Regions from separate parts of the Mus musculus genome. Here all the other regions are linked to region 1. A link is a contact called in public Hi-C and HiChIP or PLAC-seq data. All regions are on one chromosome and are shown on one strand. The core of a region is the stretch at or near the end of the contact, and the rest is flanking DNA. Distances in the headings are between cores, read along the strand shown.

Evidence for each region. Hi-C and Micro-C count contacts between places; a contact is called where the count stands out from the background. HiChIP or PLAC-seq counts read pairs in DNA pulled down with a chosen protein or histone mark.
Region 2: a contact with region 1 is called in an H3K27ac HiChIP or PLAC-seq map of T-cell acute lymphoblastic leukemia, with 2.7 times the contacts expected there. The contact joins two enhancer-like sites.
Region 3: a Hi-C map of bone marrow-derived macrophages shows a contact between it and region 1, with 21 read pairs. The contact joins two enhancer-like sites. A contact is called at or near these places in 2 of 39 promoter capture datasets (the C10 cell line and embryonic stem cells), 5 of 15 datasets of contacts at CTCF or cohesin (embryonic stem cells, large pre-B cells, pro-B cells and 1 more), 49 of 484 Hi-C or Micro-C datasets (B cells, ECoMG-derived neutrophils, the G1E-ER4 cell line and 23 more), 22 of 115 datasets of contacts at active chromatin or transcription factors (CD8 T cells, DN3 thymocytes, the NIH/3T3 cell line and 14 more) and 1 of 9 other capture datasets (embryonic stem cells).

What each region holds. Positions count from the first base shown.
Region 1 is chr9:61,701,386-61,704,211 of GRCm38.p6, forward strand. No RefSeq gene overlaps it. Among named protein-coding and RNA genes, the nearest start is that of Gm34770, 41 kb to the left of the region's middle. Within about 2 kb of position 1,441, at least 144 of the 459 cell types and tissues checked have an H3K27ac peak or open chromatin away from gene starts, as enhancers often do. A contact at or near this core is called in B cells, ECoMG-derived neutrophils, Kupffer cells and 7 more, where this site is marked.
Region 2 is chr9:60,775,656-60,778,481 of GRCm38.p6, forward strand. No RefSeq gene overlaps it. Among named protein-coding and RNA genes, the nearest start is that of 1700036A12Rik, 9.2 kb to the left of the region's middle. Within about 2 kb of position 1,431, at least 22 of the 459 cell types and tissues checked have an H3K27ac peak or open chromatin away from gene starts, as enhancers often do. A contact at or near this core is called in T-cell acute lymphoblastic leukemia, where this site is marked.
Region 3 is chr9:61,021,104-61,023,929 of GRCm38.p6, forward strand. All of the region lies in intron 1 of Gm51680 (a long non-coding RNA gene), which reads right to left. Among named protein-coding and RNA genes, the nearest start is that of Gm5122, 5.4 kb to the left of the region's middle. Within about 2 kb of position 1,413, at least 83 of the 459 cell types and tissues checked have an H3K27ac peak or open chromatin away from gene starts, as enhancers often do. A contact at or near this core is called in B cells, ECoMG-derived neutrophils, Kupffer cells and 6 more, where this site is marked.

The sequences.
Region 1 (2,826 bases), core at 191-2,690:
CCAGAAGCCATGACAAAGCCAGGCTTAGCAGCATATTCTTGCCATCCAGGCACTAAGGAAGTCTATATAGGAGCTCCCTAAGGCTTGAGTTTGGCCAGCCCAGCTGAATCAGTGAGCTGCAGGTTCAGGGAGAGACTCTGTCTAAAGCTAAAGCGGGAAGGCTGGGAAGATGACTCGGTGGTTCAGAGCGCTTTCTGCTCTCCCAAAGGACCTGCGATTATTCCCCAGCACCCATGTTAAGTGGCTCACAACTGCCTATTCCTGAGCTCCAACACTCTTCTGGTCTCTTCAGCCACATGCATGTACATGGTACAAATACAAACACTCAGGCACACACACACACACATACACATAAAAAAATACATCTAAAAAAATAAGGGGACTGTAGAGATGGCTCAGTGGTTAGTTAAGAGCACTGATTGTTCTTCCAGAGGTCCTGAGTTCAATTCCCAGCAACCACATGGTGCCTCACAACCATCTGTAATGGGGTCTGATGCCCTCTTCTGGTGTGTCTGAAGACAGCTACAGTGTACTCATATACATAAAATAAATAAAAAATAAATAAAAATAAGGGGGAGGGCAAAAGAAGACATTTGCCATCTTCCTCTTGCCTGCACACACACACACACACACACACACACACACACACCTGTACTCACATGCGCACACACACAAACACATACACATATATACAAAACCATAGAGAAACTGATAAAAAGAGGAAAATTTTTTTCTAAATTCTAAAAGGACCCTGAGAAAATCTGACCTCAAGAAAAAAAAAATACTCAGTTTCAAAAGCCCTCGTTGTTAAGGAAGGAAAACTAAGAATAAAAATGTTGAATGTACATCATTGAATTAGTGAAACAGGCAAACGGAAAACGACAAAATGGGAATTCATCGATTGCTAAAATTAATACCAGTAAACGAGAGAAGGGGGTGGGGAATAAGTATTTAAGTGAAGTCTGTGAAACCGGAAGTGGTCAGAGGCCCCGTGGTAGTGGAATGGAGAAGGCCTCGGTTTCCTTGCATGGGTGTTTATCTTCCACTAGGCTTCGTGGGTCACATGAGGTGCTGTAGGCTGAGTCTACTGAGCCCCAGAGTGTATCCCTTCCGCTAGGCTCCGTGGGTCACGAGCGGTGCTCCAGGCCAAGCCTACTGAGCCCCTGCGCAGTGGTTTCCTCTCATTGACCACAGAGCCTCTAAATTGCAGGGGATCTCCGTGTGGAGTCCTGGGATTTCTTTGCCCAGCCAAGACTCCTTGGCCTGGCAGTGTAGCTTCTCCTTTTAGAAGTGAAGCTTCACCATCTGGGCTTATTAAGCAAACAAGTCGGTTCTGTCCTTTTCAGCAAGGAAAACCGCTCTGGTTTTGTTTTCTCCCTGTTGCCAGGAGTCAAGAGGAAGTCTGCGGTTAGACGTCTTTGGGTAGAGACGTACACATACCCAGCAGCTATTAACGAGCGCCTGGGACTCAGCTCGCAGCCCCAGCCAGTGGGGTTAAGGAAACTGAACAGGATGGAGGAGATAACCCAGGGAACACGATCCTCTCTCAGCTCAGGCATGCAAACCTGTAGCATGGCGGCTCTGTCCTCTACTCCTTGGTGCGTCCCGACTCCCATTCTTTATTCTCCACACGCGAGACTTTCGCTCCCAGCAGAAGCTGAGTGTCAAAGAACCCTTCAGAATGGTCCCCATCTTAGGACAAGAGTGTAGTCGCCTTCCCACATCCTCCCAGGCCTCTCTTTTTATCCCATCAAAACTCTAGATTTGTTGGAGGTAATGGTGTGTCCAGTCAAACAAAAACAAAAACAAAAAACAAACAAACAAACAAAAAACCCACTCCCTTGTCCAGCCTCTTTGTATCACAGGGTGAACATCTGATTACAGCCATTGCATAGTTACGGGGATTTTTCATTCCCCACACAAGTTCCCACTCTTGGATGGAAAGCTGGACAGGATGGCACTTGTGTTGGGTTTATAGGCAGCTTGTATGCATGTGGACCAGGCACAGAGCCGCGGAGGGGAGCATGGCATGCAAAAAAAAATCACGGCTCCCTACCCCTTATTATCACTAAGACGTTAGTAAACAGGATCAAGCCGGTGGAGCTGGTTGCTATATGGCGTGCAGCCAAATTCATTCCTAATTGGAACAAGAGCCTTCTCCTTCTTGGCTTTTTCCAGACACTCGCATCTTAGCCCCTTGCTGGGTCTTTTCGTTTTGAATCTGAAGAGTTCGCCTCAAACTCATGCACATTCGAACACTTGTTCCCTGTTCGTCAGCAAAGTTTTAGAAATCCAGGAGATCTGGCTGGCCAGTGTGGGTCACCAAGGGAAGGACTTTGAAGGTTACAACCTAGTCTCTTCCAGACCACTCCCCCACCTGGTCTGCCACCCTGTGAATAGTCACTGTCACATTCCTGCCTGTGGGTGAGCAGCTCTGCTAACCCTGTCCTGCTAGGATGGCCTAAAACCACGAGCCAAAATAAATTCCCTCTCCTGTCAGGTGTTTCTGTCAGTTAGTCTGTCTGCATTATAACACACACACACACACACACACACACACACACACACACACACACACTAAAACAGCTCCAGCCTCCACAGAAGTTCACAGATCAGCTCAGAAACGTCCTTTCTATTTCCAAAAGGGGAACCTGACAGAATCAGCACTGGAACCCCAAGGCTCAGTTCTCCCACAAAACACCTCCTTGCTAGGGCTGGAGAGGTGGCTCAGCAGTTAAGAGCAATTGCTGTTTTTGCACAGGACAAGAATCAGATTCCCAACACCCACAGGGCAGCTCAAACCCACCTGTAACTTTGATTCTAGAT
Region 2 (2,826 bases), core at 181-2,680, 930 kb before region 1:
ATCACTGCTGTTCTCAAGCCTCTGTCCTAGGCTCCTGTTCCTCTGCCCACTTCCTGGGCCTGCCTGTGTACACGTCTATGGTTTGCCATCTCTGCTGCTGATATCCAATCCTTTATACCTCAGAGTCTCTGAAGCCCACCTCCACTTGAGATCCTGTGAGATAACTTTTAACCAACATGACTACAGCCTTTTAATTGGTCTTTGGTCAAGAACTTGCTGTTTGTCAACATTAAAAAAAAAAAAACTAACATTTTTTTGTAGTACAAAGTGCAAACTTGCATTCTGGTTCTGGTGTTTGTAGAAGAGCCCGGTGTCTTCCCAGACCTCATTTTTTTTTCATGGTTTGTGTCCTAGGGCTCTAACAAACAGCCTACATTGAGGTGGTCATCAGTATCAATCCACACATTAAACAGTAATAAAACTGAATTTATTTCTCTTTTTAATTATTTAATTAAGTAGAAACAGAAAATTCCATATTTTCTTCCCTTGTCACAAAGAATTGTCTTGGAGACTCTGAGGGGAGCCTTGCTTTACTTTGTAAACCACTAGTCCCTTCTATAAATTGTCCTCTGAAAAGATGCTCAGTTGATAAAGTACTTCCATTGCAAGCACGAGGAACAGAGTTTGTTCCCCAGAGCCCATGTTTTAAAAACAAGAGCCAGGTATCATTAGTGGTGTGCTTGTAACCCCAGAACAGGGGAGGCAGAGTGGGATAATTCTTAGGGTTCCTTATCGGCCATCTTAGCTCTCAAGAGGAAGGCTCTGGAGGAACCACACACAGGTTGTCATCTGGCCTTCATAACCAGGCTCATACACCCACTCATACACACATACATAGACATGAACACACACACACACACCATGCACCCACAAAGAGAAATATGTTTGAATCTAAGCCTCGGAACCTAAGAAGGTGCCCTTGTGTGGAAACAGGGTCATTGTGGATGTAACTAATTAGGGTGAGGTCATACTTGAGTATGGCAAATTCACAGCTCACTCTGACTGGTGTCTTAGTGAGGAGACATGCGGGTGTGTTTAGAAAAGAGACTGGAAAGCTACCGAAGAAGGCAGGCAAGGAGCGACCTGGCAAAGGCTGGAGACAAGTGATGCCTGCGTCTGCACACAATGGCAGAGGAACAGCATTGGCTCCGAGCAACCTTGGAGGAGTCTCTTCTGCAGCTTGCAGAGGGAGCACACTTTTGTTACCTCTTGAAGTTCAGACCTTTGGTCTGGGAGACAGTTATTGCCTAAGCACCATAACTGTAGACTATCATTATGGCAGCTGTAGGAGGGATCTAGAAAATGAGTGAAGAAAGTTGAGGTGGGCGTCAGGATCGCCCAAGAGTCAAGGATACCCACGAGCGTGGGGAGGAAAGAGAGTTCAGAAAGGCAAAGGCTCAGACACAAGGGAGGGAGCTGGAGGATGTGAGCAAAGGCCTTGGAATGTGCTGCAGAGGCTCGGAGCCCACAGAGGAAGCACCTGCCCAGTAGAGGTGCTCCAAGGAGAGCCAAATGCCTCCGGGTAGGACAGGCGGTGGGGCAGCTCTCCAGGTGCTCGTTCCTTCTGCTCTCCTGGGCTTGGATTCCCTCTTCTGGCACCTGAGCTTTTCCCCAATTCATCCCAGGCGGTTCCCTACAGGGAAATGTGTCATTTTGGTGACACATTTCTGGGCCGCCATCTCCATTTGTTTGCCCACACCCAGGCCCAGCCCTGTGCGCTCTGCCTAAAACTCTACCTCACTAACGTCTCCATCCAAGGCCCTTTTAATGAAGGTTTGGTTCATTGCTGCGGCTCCATTAATGGCACACCAAGCAGCTACTGAAATGCTGGTATTTCTAAGTAGAAAGAAAGGCACAGGGGCTGGAGAGATGGCTCAGTGGTTAAGAACACCTACTGCTCTTCCAAAGGTCCTGAGTTCAAATCCCAGCAACCACATGGTGGCTCACAACCATCTGTAATGGAATCCGATGCCCTCTTCTGGTGTGTCTGAAGAGAGCAATAGTGTACTCATATACATGAAATAAAGAAATAATTTAAGAAAAAGGCACAGAAAAGCTTTTAGAAGAACAATTCCATTGTTTTAATCTAAAAAAAAAAAAATTAAAAATGCACACACAGCATCCCTGTTAGATTATGGTTCCTTCTCCCCCAATACAAAAGCCAAAGAAATAAACTACTAAGGCCAACTTGCTTTTCAATGTATGAATTGTATATCCAAATTAAATACATGTATAGCCTATTGGATTATTTTATCTTTAAAGTCTTTACATTTATTTATTGATTGGTACAAAGCTTGTGTGGGAAGGAGAACAACTTGTGATCATCAGTTTTATCCTTCCATCGTGTAGGCCTTGGGGATTGAACTCAGGTAGTCAAGATTAGTGGCAAGCGCCTTTGCCCCTAGAGCCAAATCATTGACCCTCAAATTATTTAAAAAACTAAACATTCATTGTTCTGTTGGGGATGTCACAGACAGTTTCATATAGCTTATGGCGTGAGCTCACGGTGCTGGAGGGAGGAGACATGCTAAAGATAGAGACATGGAAGATAGACTGTGTTCCTGGAGACAGAGCCCCATTTGGTTCAGGCGTTGTCTGCTGAGCTGACAGAGATTTCTGCTACAGCAGCTCACATGGAAGACTAGGCTTACCTTCAGCTGCTCAGCTGATGTTTATTGCGTGCTGCCTTTATGCCCTTCCCTCCTGTGAAAACCATAAAAGAAAGGGAAACACTTGTAAATGTCATAATGAAAACCATATAGGGTTGGTGTTTCAAACATATTTATGTATCAGTCATTGCATATGATAGGCAGGTTGGTGACCCAC
Region 3 (2,826 bases), core at 163-2,662, 680 kb before region 1:
TCGTTACCAGGGAAAGGCAAGTTAAAACTACTTTAGGAGTACTTGCTGTTCTGGTAGAGGACCTGGGCTCAGTTCCCAGCACCCAGACGGCAGTTCACAATGGAGTACAGCTCCAGTTTCAGGGGATCCAACGCCCTCTTCTGGCCTCCACGGGCACTGCACCCATGTGGTACATATACATCCATGCAGGCAAAATACTCATACAAACAAACAAACAAACAAAAAAAAATCTTGAAAGAAAAAAGCCCTTCTTTGAGACACCTGCTCACATCAGTCAGAAGGGATACCATTAAGAAATCTGACCCCAAAGGTTGGAGAGGAAGGGAAGGGTCCTTCATTACTCTTGGCAGGAGTGCAAGTCAGCACAACCATTGTGCAAACCAGTTTGGAGTTTTCTCAAAAAACAAAAAAAAACCCCAGACATTAAAAATAAAACAATCATGTGTCCTGGCTCTAGCATTCCTAGACTCCAAAGCACTCCATATCCTACCACAGAGACATTTGCACACTCGTGTGCATGCCTATGTGCATACCATTGCTATGTTCACAATAACAGGGAAACGTGACCAGCCTATGCGTCCATCAACCGATGAGTGGATAATGGGGATCTGGCACATATACATGATGAAATAGTATGCAGTGGTGAAGAAAAATGATGTCACAGAATTTTCAGGAAAATGGATGGATCTGGGAAGTATAACGCTAAACAATGCTAAACCCAAACTTAGACAGAAAACACATTTTCCTTCATATGTGAACATATGCACAGGCATTCGCATGGGTAAAATCTAAAAGTCTAGAGAGACGGCCAAGAGAAGTAATATTAGGTAATGAGAAAGGACGGGGGTCAGGACACTTGGCGCTTGAAAGGGGAAAGAGATCAGAGGCAGCCACAAGGGAGGAAGAGGAACTGCTAGTGTGGTTGGGAGGGGAAGGGACTCACACTTTGTTAGAAGATATCCTACTGGCTTCTAACACATTATGCGCTAATTTAAAAACAGAATCATGTGTAGCCACATGCTGGCTGCCCAGGGAGAGAGCTCCATTCTGCTGGGGCCCTTTACCCAAGAGCTTTTTCCTTCTTCACCCAATGTATCTTTCTAGGTAGAAGATACACACTCCTCAGCAGGGTTGCTTTTGAAAGCCCAAGCCTGGGATGGGGGTGTGTAGGGGGTGGGGGGGTGGGGGGAGACTGTGGAGCTTTGCCCCTGCAGCTCCGATACAGCCCCAGCCCCACCTTTCCCTGCATTGTAGCCAGGTTTTTTTTTTTTTCCATTTGAAGAACGACTTCTCACCCACAGTTGCATCAATCTGTCCACAGACAAAGTGAATCATGTCGCAAGCTCTGGTTCTGGCCTGTGCCCTATGCTCTGGTGATGGGCTGGCTGGGCCAGGCCTCTAGTAGGGGAACTGTTTTGACTTGGACCTAGCAGAGGGAAGCAAAGGCCAGGAGAGGGATGCCAGGGGTTGGGGAGTAGTTATGAGATCCTGTTGAAGTCACCAGACAGAGGCCAGTGACCTGTGTTGGGATTACCCCAGTGAACTTTCTGGCTTGCTCATCCTACAGCCCTACAGCTAGCACAGCAGAAAAAAAAAAAAAAAAAAAAAAAAAGGAGCAAACCACTGGATTTACTTTGCTGTGCTGAGGGGATGGGCAGGCTTGGCCGCGTTGCTTCTCTTTTCTCTATTTGGGACTCTGAGTTTCAGTTCTCCTTTAGATGACACACAGTGGCCGTGGCCTGAGGGCTCCCAATCACAAGGGTAGTTTCTTCTCACTTTCTGCTTCAGAAACACAGCCTAGGTTTGGAGCCACACACACACAGGGGAAAGTCTGTCTGCGGGTGTCTGATGGCCCTTCCTGAAGGCAGAACCAAGTGTCCTTCTGCTCCAGAGACAGGAAGGTGAATCTGTCCATGTGTGTCTGTGTATGTGTGCAGGCACAGGCACTGCTAGTGTGGTGTGTACACGTGTGTGGAGAGATATGTCTCTGCTCTCAGGGAACTGGGACCCCATCTCTGTTGGGTCATTCACGGGTACCATCTCAGCATGACATCCACCATAAATCGGCACTGGGACCCAGGGTTGCATGGATAGCCATAGACTGGGCATCTAGGCAATGTCTCTAAGGCCGGCAAGGGTGGAATCTGAGTGGGAAGAGGGATGGGGTGGAGGGAGCAGCAGGTGCCAGAGGGTGCAGAGAACCATGTGGGGAATGACGAATTCAATGTAACTGTAACACGGTCAGGGGCTTGGGTCCGAAGACACTTAGGATGGTAAAGCAAAAGTACTTGATGGTGAAAATAACTGCAATGAATTGGTGCTTGGTCAAGGACTCGGGTTCAGTTCCAACACTGTGGTGGTTTGAATAGGAATGGCCTCTATGGACTCATGTGTTTGAGTGCTTGGTCATAGGGAGTGTCACTATCAGGAAGCGTGGCCTTGTTGGGGTAGGTGTGAGCTTTTGTAGAAAGTATGTTCCTGTGGAGATGAGCTTTGAGGGCTTATATGCTCACACTATGCTGTGTGGCACATAGTCTCTCCTTGCTGCCTGCAGCACCGTGTCTGCCTGCACACTGCCATGCTTCCCACCATGACGATAATGGACTAAACCTCTGAAACTCTAAGCCAGCCCCAATTCCGGAGTCTTCCTTTACAAGACTTGCTGTGGCCATGGTGTCTCTTCACAGCAATGAAACACTAAGACAAGCACCCACCATTATCCATAACCCCAGTCTCAGGGGATCCGAAGACTGCTTCTGGCTTCTAGGGGCACTAGCCACAGCCATGGTGCATATGCATACATGCAGACAAACATTCATACACGCA